Regions from separate parts of the Ctenopharyngodon idella genome. Here region 2 is linked to region 1. The links are chromatin contacts, called in public Hi-C maps. All regions are on one chromosome and are shown on one strand. The core of a region is the stretch at or near the end of the contact, and the rest is flanking DNA. Distances in the headings are between cores, read along the strand shown.

Region 1 (4,835 bases), core at 664-3,163:
TTACTAGATGCTGCTGTTTTCGACACTCTCAAAGCTTTGAATCTTCTCCCAGAATAATGAGGGGAAAGCCTCAGTGCTTCATGAGGCTTCATTTGCTAATCACTACTGGGTACACAAGCAAAAGAGCAATCCATGCAACATAAAACTAGGAAGACACTCAGAGATTCAATTTAATGACTAGCAACACCTTGCAGTGAATGACAGAGTGAACAGGGTTTATATAGGCTGGGCTAAACAAGGTAATGAGGAACAGCTGAAGACAATCATGGTTGATTAGTCCGGGCAGTGGTTTATGGGTAATGTAGTCCGAGATGGTGTGGCAGTAGTCTGGGGTGGAGAGTCCTCTGGTGGCTATCAAGGGCACTTCAGCTGGTGATCTTGGCAAGTATATGCAATGCTGGGTAGATTACTAATTCCAAATTACATAACAAAAGTATTAGTAACGTAATCCATTACTTTACACATTTAAGGTAATATAATCTGACTACTTTTTGATTACTTTTAGATTACTTTTGACCTAACTTGGATAGGATATTTTAGTACCATATTGATATAAAAATACAAGACAATAGATTCCATTCGTTTCATGAACAACATAAAGTGCATTAAATATTACATTACGTCAGGATTTCTTAGACCGGGGTTCGTGATGGAATGGGTTCATGAGTTTAATGAAAAGTTATCTCTAACTTATGAACTTAAATTTTCAGAGGCTTCTTGTGAGAACATGTAATTATGTAATCAGTAAAAAAAAAAGTAACTGTAGTCTGATTGCGAGTATTTTAAAATGTAATATAATCTAATTACAACTACTAACTTTTTGGAATCTGATTACGTAACCCAGATTACATGTAATCAGTTACTACCCAGCACTGAGTATATACACAGCATTCACTAAGTAGTACTCTGAACACAGCCAGATAGATAGATAGATAGATAGATAGAGACAGAACAACAAACATGGAGAGTAGAAATAATATCCTGTAGTCATTGTTTATTCATCAGTATGTTTTTTAGATGATAATATTAGCAATACATATTCAGGCTCTATTAGGTTGACTTATATCCATATTTATGCATTTTCCTGTGATATTTGTATTTACAATCTGTTCCAAAAGGCTAATGCCCCCAATTCATTGCTCTTATTACCATGCATGGGCTCTCATTAACCAGGCAGCATGATTTTCCAATACAATTTCTTTCTGTTATTGATTTGACTGTAGGCCATGGATGTGCTAGGGGGTCACTGGAAAATTCAGACCAATGGTGTAAAAAAAAAATAAAAAGGAAAAACAATCAAAAACCTCAACATTGTTACTGTTTCATCCTGCTTTCTAAATGTGTAGTGTTGTATTTTCTGGGTTTCCTCTGTTCACTGTTGCCCTCAGCTTGCTTAACAGGGTTTTAAGGCAAAGCTGCTTTGGAACAATATTTTTTCCTGAAAAATGCTGAACAAAAAAATGTGTCTTTTATTTAAAGCTGACAGTGCTCAGAGTAGAAAAAGACTCAATTTTCCCACATAATAATTTAATAATTGTCTTTGAATACAGTGTTGTGCCAATATACATGTGGCACAACATATGATACATCAGTCTTTTGAGGAACATTTATTTTTAAATAATCTTAATCATCTACTAGAATGTTTGAATATTCTTTAATATTTCAGGCTTTGCTGGATTAATATCTGTTCTCACGCATGAAAATATATAGCTGCCTTCATATTTGGAGGTTCTTGGAATTTGAAACAAGTGGTATTGGCTATTTTCCTAGACGCATTTATATGCATACTATAGCACTGCTTAAACATTGCGTTTCATAAATCATGCAGGACACCTCAGAAAGCCACAACATTATGTAACTATCGCATTGCATGGATTGCAGTATCTTGGAGTGGCCTCTGGCTGTGATCTGAAGTATTGAATTATTGCGCGGCCATTTTTGAGTTGTGAAATTTGGAGCTCTCTCTTTTCACTGTTGTTCGGCAGCAAACGTTGAAGCTGAAACGACGCTATTCTGAAAAGAAAACCCAAAAACATGCGTCTTTTCCAAACTACGCGTTTAAAACACATCTGCATTGGAAATGTAACTGTGTCTAGAGTTAAGGAATGTAACAAAACAGTGTGTGTTGTAGGTTCAAGATGTTTGTTGGGTATTAAGTTTTCTTGCACAGGTGTATCTGGACCATACCTGCAAAAGGTAAAGACAAATATCGGACATGGAAGTATACCGCTAGCTTGTACGCCAAACACAAATTATAACGAACACAGAAAACATTTTATTCGTGCATTTTCATCACAATACACTTATGAGGACGCGTTTGGCCTGGCACGTGACAAACCCGAAAAGTTCTGGAGTGGAGCGGCTCGTGGTATCACTTGGTTTGAACACTGGACCAAAACTCTGGATAATACGGATACAGTGTTTCCAAAATGGTAAGTACAGAATGGGGCGTTGACATATTCCAGTAACAGTCACAGAATGGAATTGAACGCAAGGGTCTCGAGCGCGATAACTGTCGTTAAAGGGAAAGTTCACCCTAAAATTATGTGAGGCACAATGACAGCCTCAGTCACCATTCGCTGTCACCGTATGGAAAAATAAATGCTATGAAAGTGAATAGTGACTGAGCCGTTCAGGCCCTAACATTCTGCAAAACAACAGTTACTCTGAAAGAAGGAAGTAAGTCAGACATGGTTTTTGGGAGAAATAAAACATGAGGGAGAGTGAATTATGACAATTTGCATTTCTTTTTAATTTAACGCCCCTCTTTTAAAAACGCAACGCCAATGGCGCGCGACGCAACGAAATGACGTATATCTGACTCATGGGTGTCTAGACCAATCAAAAACAGCGCAGACGAACGCTTCCTGTCTCAACGCCCCCTTCCGTGTAGGGAATTGCGTTTTTTGTGTTTGTTGTGGGTTGACATTGAATAAATGAGAATGTGGTTCAGCAAGAGGATAGGATTTATATATCAACATCTTTAAATCTGAATTATATTTATCCATTGTTTATTTTTCTCTCTCTCGAGATGAAGCAAATGCTTGTTATTTTCCCACCCCTTATACAACTCTAAGTAGTTCCTTGTATATATTTTATACATATTATTATATATTCATAGCAAGATAACAAATATACATTAATTTTAAACACCAACCAAATTTTTTACAAAGAACCCATCACCCTATAATCACATATCTCAAAGCAATCAGTATTATAACCCACAATCACCTCTGTTTATCCTCATATTCTTTTAATAACACGTTTTATACAACTTTTTACACCTGCTCCAAACTATTCCACAACCTCACCCCACAAATAGTGATGCACATACATTTAAGAGTTGTTCTTATTTTGAGCATTTTAAAGTTTAATTCTTCTCTCAAGTTATACCCACCCTGCCTTTCCATAAACGTTTGTAAATTTCCCAGAAGTAAATTATTTCTTACTTAAAACATGACTTGTGCCATCTTAAATTTAACCAGATCAATGAACTTCAGTGTATGTGACTTTAAGAATAATGAATTTGTCTGTTCCAGATATCCAACATCATTATTGATGATTCTGATTGCTCTCTTTTGTAATGTGTAAAGACTGTAGGTGCAGTGTTGCCAGGTCCGCTGTTTTCCTGTGGAACTGGGCTACTTTTACGCTGTTGCTGCGGGTTGTTTTTCATGTCCGTGGGACCCCAAATAACATGATATTTAGCCCCTGGAATGCTAATTTTACCAGGGAACTCCACCAAAAACGAGTATTTTACTCCCCGGAACACGATTTTTACCATGGGACCCCCCCCCCCCCCCAAAAAAAAAAAAAAACACTTAATTTATCATGGTCAAGGTATCATAATGTGAATATTGCTTTTGTTCAACTATTTCTTTAAGAACACCGGTTTCCATTACAGGTTTGTTGGAGGAAAGCTGAACATGTGTTATAATGCTGTTGATCGGCATGTGGAGAATGGAAGAGGTGATCAAGCAGCTGTCATTTATGACAGTCCAGTTACCGGCACTAAACAAGTCATCACATACAGAGAAATGCAGGAGCAGGTAAAACACTAAAGGTGCGGTCACATTAGTGAAAATTTGGTGAAATTTCTTGGGCAAAAATGGTCGTCAATAGTGTAGTGATGTATGAAGCGCAGCTCACACAGAAGTCATTAAAAAAAAAAAAAAGCAGCTCTCTGTTGGCCAGTGCAGCAAATTTGCGTGATCAACTTGAACCTGTTGATAAATCTGTATGGGCAATCTTTCGCCCTCACGCGAAATTCCCAATTGTGTGGATTCCTATTGAAATGACTGGATTTTGCCCATGAAAATTCACCGGACAAGATCAGATGTTGACCGCACATCAAGTCTTTGAAACCAGGAACCTTCCTCCTCTTCCAAAATGCTGGACCAATTTGCATTTAATGTCCATTTTCTGTTGTTTTGATCAATTGATATTGTAGGATTTCTGACTTGCCTCCAGTTTGTCAGAATTTGTATACGTATCCATAAAATTTAGCTTCCACACACCTGTTTTTGTAGGTGTCCAGGTTGGCGGGTGTTCTGGTGAGGCATGGCGTGAAGACGGGTGATCTGGTGGTGATCTATATGCCCATGGTTCCTCAGGCTATGTTCGCCATGTTGGCATGTGCCCGTATTGGTGCCACCCACAGCCTCATATTTGGAGGATTCGCCTCCAAAGAGCTCTCCGTTCGTATCGACCATGCTAAGGCAAGCCTTTGGGTTTTCTTATTATGAAAATGAATAAACTATTTTTGTAAATGCATATCTCCGCTGAGGTTGCGAAAACCACTTTCCCTCTTAAATCATCTTTTTCTCCGCAGCCCA
Region 2 (4,782 bases), core at 951-3,450, 130 kb before region 1:
TGTGCGGTACACTTGAAGGATTAGTTCACCCAAAAATGAAAATTCCCTCATGTTTCAAACCTGCGAGACTTTCGTTTGTCTTCAAAACACACATGAAGATATTTTTAATAAAATCTGAGCAATTTCTGTCCCTCTATTAACAGCTACACAACTTCCATTTCAACACTTCAAAAAGTTCATAAAGAGATTGTGAAACTAATCCATATGAATTGAGCGGATTAGTCCAAATGTTTTGAAGAGACTTGAATGCTTTATATGATGAAAAGATTTTATTTAGGCTTTTATTCACATATAAATATTCTGTTCATCATATAAAGCGATCGAGTCTCTTCAGAACATTTGGACTAAACCGCTCAGTTCATATGGATTAGTTTTACAATCTCTTTATACATGGACTGTCAATGGAGGGACAGAAATCTCTCAGATTTAATTTAAAAGATCTTCATTTGTGTTCTGAAGATGAACATAAGTCTTAAGGGTTTGGAGCGATATGAGAGTGAGTAAATGACTATTTACATTTTGGGTGAACTAACCCTTTAAAGTTGGCATGGAGTGAAATCTGCGATCATCTTTACTGTTATTATGACATAGATCCGAGTGGAAATGGAAGAATTTTCCATTTTGATTTCATAGTGACTTTAATAAGAGTAGTTCACATAAAAGTGAAAATTCTGTCATTTGCGCATCCTACATGTCAGTCATTTGATGACGTTCTTCTGCAGAACTTAAAAATACTACTTACTTTCTTATTGCAGTGAATGCAATCAAGCCCCAATAAAGACACAAACCCACCACAGAAGTATCAAAAATATTAAAACGGTCCATGTGACATATGCGCTGATTGAATCAATGAGTTGAACTTGAGAACTGGACTGGTTTGATTCATGAATGTAAACAGTATTAATACACTGAAAAGCGGCATAATTTTCCCATGAACATGGCAACAATTTCCAAGGTTTTCAGTAAACAAAATCTTCCATTTTGGCGTGTTTCTTGCAGAAAGCTGACAGCACCAATTGAAATCTGGATATGCTTTAAAAATACACTTTATTTTCCACAGAAAAAAAAAAAAAAGTTATACCGGTTTGGAACAGCATGAATGAGTAATGAACAAATCTACATTATTTGTGTGAACTATTCCATTAACAAATCATTCAAGTGTTTACTGAAATAGAGATCTGAATATTTCTATTCTAAGCACTCAATGTCTGTGTTAAAAGTACCTTGTACTGCAGAGTAACAGGCTCGATCATCTCAAGAGGTCTTCCATTGACTTTAATAAGTCCGTTTCCCCTCTTGCAGTGGGCAACAGCAGTGGCTGTTTTCTGTTGATAGTGAACAAATAGATCAGCCAACTCATCTCCATTACATGAGACTCATGCTCTTACATATTTAAACTAAATATGACACTAAGATATATGTGGTCTTAAATCTTGCTACTGATGAACCAAAGCATTGCACATTCAAAAGATCCCCTAAATACTATATTCTAGGATATTCTTATGATCAGAATCGAGAACCATTGCTATAATAAGCCAAGCACAAGTACAGGCTAACAGTTGTTAGCAAGACGGACAAGACGACTGTCTGCTATATATCTATCAAACTATTTAACAACAGAAAATATGCAGATCGGATGCAAAAGCAACTGTTTTGTATCATTTACAGCTGTACATGTACACACTAGACTGTCCCACGTGTCAGCAAAATGTATTACCAACACAATATTCATCACTCACTGTCAATCTAAACGGGACATAGGCTTATTTTACATTTTAAGTGGTTTAAAAGCACATATACTTGTTAATGGCCTCTAACTGTTATGTTTATTACATCGACTATATAAAACATTGGCATCACAGTCTTTTACAACCTCACACATCTGTTAGCATAGCCAGCTAACCTCAAACCCTCATCAGCGCCGTGCGCGAGCACATGAGGACATACAGCCTTTAAATACTCACTTTACGTCCAAAAACCTGGACAGACTGTAGAGGACCTTTAGCTGGCATGATTCTGGAATAAAAACAAAGTAATTGTCCTTTAATTTAAGCATAAATTTATCTTTAAACACGTATATTAGTGAGAACCGCTTGAGGAACAAACCTTTCAGAGCTCGAGCGCCGTTCGGAGAGGCCGCACAGGGGTTTCCCGTGCGCAAAAGCAGGGGCGCTGTCGTAAAGACTCTTGTGTTTACGACAGTCGTCATTGCTAAAGATTTTTTTTTTTTTTAATTCTTAACACTTCACAACAGTTCAAACAACAAATATTCACGTAATTAAATAAATGAACTAATATTTATAGATTTTATCTGTAACACTGTTATGATCCACCTCATTTTCCTTCTCATGTGAAGGAAGCATATTCAAATTTCAAAGAGATCCGATCATTCCGATTACTATACTTATTATTACATCAAAACGATCATTAAAAAAAAAAAAAAAAAACAACAACAACAACAACAACAACAAAAATGCTCTGAAACCAGCGTTTAAAATAAAAATAAAAAATTGTTTTGACTTTTTTATTCCACATGCTTAATGTTACACCTCAACACTAGATGGCGCTCTGTTACAAGAATCAGTCGAATCAACACCATTGGAGTCGAATGAGCTTGGCAGACCAAGTGCATCATCTTTCATATTACGTCATACTTTTGATGATTTTTGATATATATGCTAGGTTAAGAAACAATTGAAAAGCATTATAGTAATAATTTTAACCCCAATTTTCTGTTTTATACCCCAAGGGTTAATAGCTTCTCTAATTTTAATAGGATGATCTGACTGTTGTACACACTAGATACACTTAAGTCAGCTGTGATTTTTAATTTATTGTATTTTTTTCTATACTATGTATTTGCTGGTGTCAAATTGTCCTTAAACAGAAACAAAATAATTATAACGGATCAATGGATAGCCTACTACACCCTTGTGAAAAAGAAGTGCACTTAACTGTAGTATACTTCATCCTCAAAGTAAAAACTGCACATGTGAAGTATGATCTTGATCTATCTATCTATCTATCTATCTATCTATCTATCTATCTATCTATCTATCTATCTGTCTATCTGTCTGTCTGTCTATCTATATATTGAAAACATTACATTCAGTTCACAATTAAGCGTATTAAGTATATAATTTCTGTGATAAGTATGCTAAAGTGTACTTTTTCACAAGGGCAGTAACATTTTTGTCAACTTTTTGTGTTATCCTGCTGGATACAGTTTAGACCAGAGGAATATATTATAAGAATTTGAAGAAAATAAGAGGTTAATCTCAATGAAATGTACAATGAACTTTTTTATTTATTTATTTTATTTTATTTTTTTCCTTTTACATACATCACTGGGGTCTTTGGAGTGCCAAATATATAGTCTCATCTCATAATCTCAACAGAACATGACTTTTAAGTATAATTTTAAATGTATACTATTTTAAAGTCTTTATTTGTGTTTAAATAAGGGTTTTATTTGAATGTATTTGTACATTTGATCTTTATCGGTGAAGGCAAATCACCGTTGTAAGTATTACTGTGTTATCATTATCTTATCATTCTAGTAAGTTATCAGAGTGCTAGCTTAGTACTAGAGAAACTTTCTTATTATCCTAGCAGTTAGCACATGCTTATAAAATGCTTTCTCTAGTCATTCCCACCAGTCTATTGTTCTTTTGAGATATGAAGTCTTTATGTGTGTATTAGTGTGCACTACTGTCTTGACAGAAAAAAGCAAAGTGGATCTAACTAACACAGAGAGAGAACTGAAGGCCCAGAAGACAAGAGGACATCAGAGTCTTCAGACTGAGAAACTGATGCCTTTCAGGTACTCAACTGACAGCTTCACTGAACAGTTACACACCAAACAAGTTTCTTCTTGACTGAAATTCAGACCAATTAGTCTGAGTTTCAAAGGGATTTGAAAGTTGAAAGTATTGATCAGTTGTATAAACAGTTCTATCTATCTATCTATCTATCTATCTATCTATCTATCTATCTATCTATCTATCTATCTATCTATCCTGTCTCTGTCCTTCAACATGGCATCTTCCTTCTTTCACACCTTTCTTCACCTCTCCAGCCATTAATTACACAAACACCGGAGGTGCAGAGTCAGGATGCATTTTGTCATCCCATCTTTCTCCCTCCACCTTAACGCCCTCTGTTAGCAACGGTGCTTTGAAGAGGATTGTGAGATTTGCATTTCACACTTACTCACGGTACCTTTTGCCCTGTTTATACTGAGGTGTGTTTGTGAGATGTGTAACAATAAGCAAAGGGTGTTAATTAGTGGAGAAGGCTGTGTGTGTGTGTGTGTGTGTGAGGGGTAGCTGAACAGTAGCAGAGTCAGGCAGATGTTGGGTCTATTGTGGGGGAAATAGAGCTCACTTGGTCGACACGCTGCTGTTTGTTTTTCGATGAGATAATGAGGACTCCTGCCAAAGCACTTTTATACCAGCCTGTCACTATCCAGCACACAAACACTCAACCAGTGTCTTCCTTTCACTCCCTTTTTGGCTATAACACACTCAACAGATGTGCCATCACAACTTTGGCACTTCAAGTGTGAATATGGTGAATATGGTTTCATTGCAAAGCTCGTGTAAAATCTTTCTTGGTCAGAATACAATATTAGTTTTGTTCTTTAGAATGGATCTCAACATGCAACTTTTATCCTATGTAGCTTGTTCATATAATACATACATTGCTATAAAATGTAGATCTGGTTTGCTCATTATGGTGCTTGTTAATAACACCTCTTTTGATCACTGAAGTCTACCATTG

What was found. A called contact is a pair of places that touch in the nucleus more often than the background predicts.
Region 2: a contact with region 1 is called in a Hi-C map of muscle, with 5 times the contacts expected there. The contact joins the promoter of rps16 here to the promoter of acss3 in region 1. A contact is called at or near these places in 2 of 2 Hi-C or Micro-C datasets (both in muscle).

Annotation. Positions count from the first base shown.
Region 1 is chr4:4,055,288-4,060,122 of HZGC01, reverse strand. It overlaps acss3 (acyl-CoA synthetase short chain family member 3), which reads left to right and starts at 1,913. Exons shown (of 16, transcript XM_051890709.1): 1 at 1,913-2,432; 2 at 3,905-4,049; 3 at 4,530-4,718; 4 at 4,832-4,835. The coding sequence starts at 2,035.
Region 2 is chr4:4,183,993-4,188,774 of HZGC01, reverse strand. rps16 (ribosomal protein S16) reads right to left here and starts at 2,200. Exons shown (of 6, transcript XM_051892119.1): 1 at 2,107-2,200; 2 at 1,965-2,016; 3 at 1,224-1,325. The coding sequence starts at 2,012.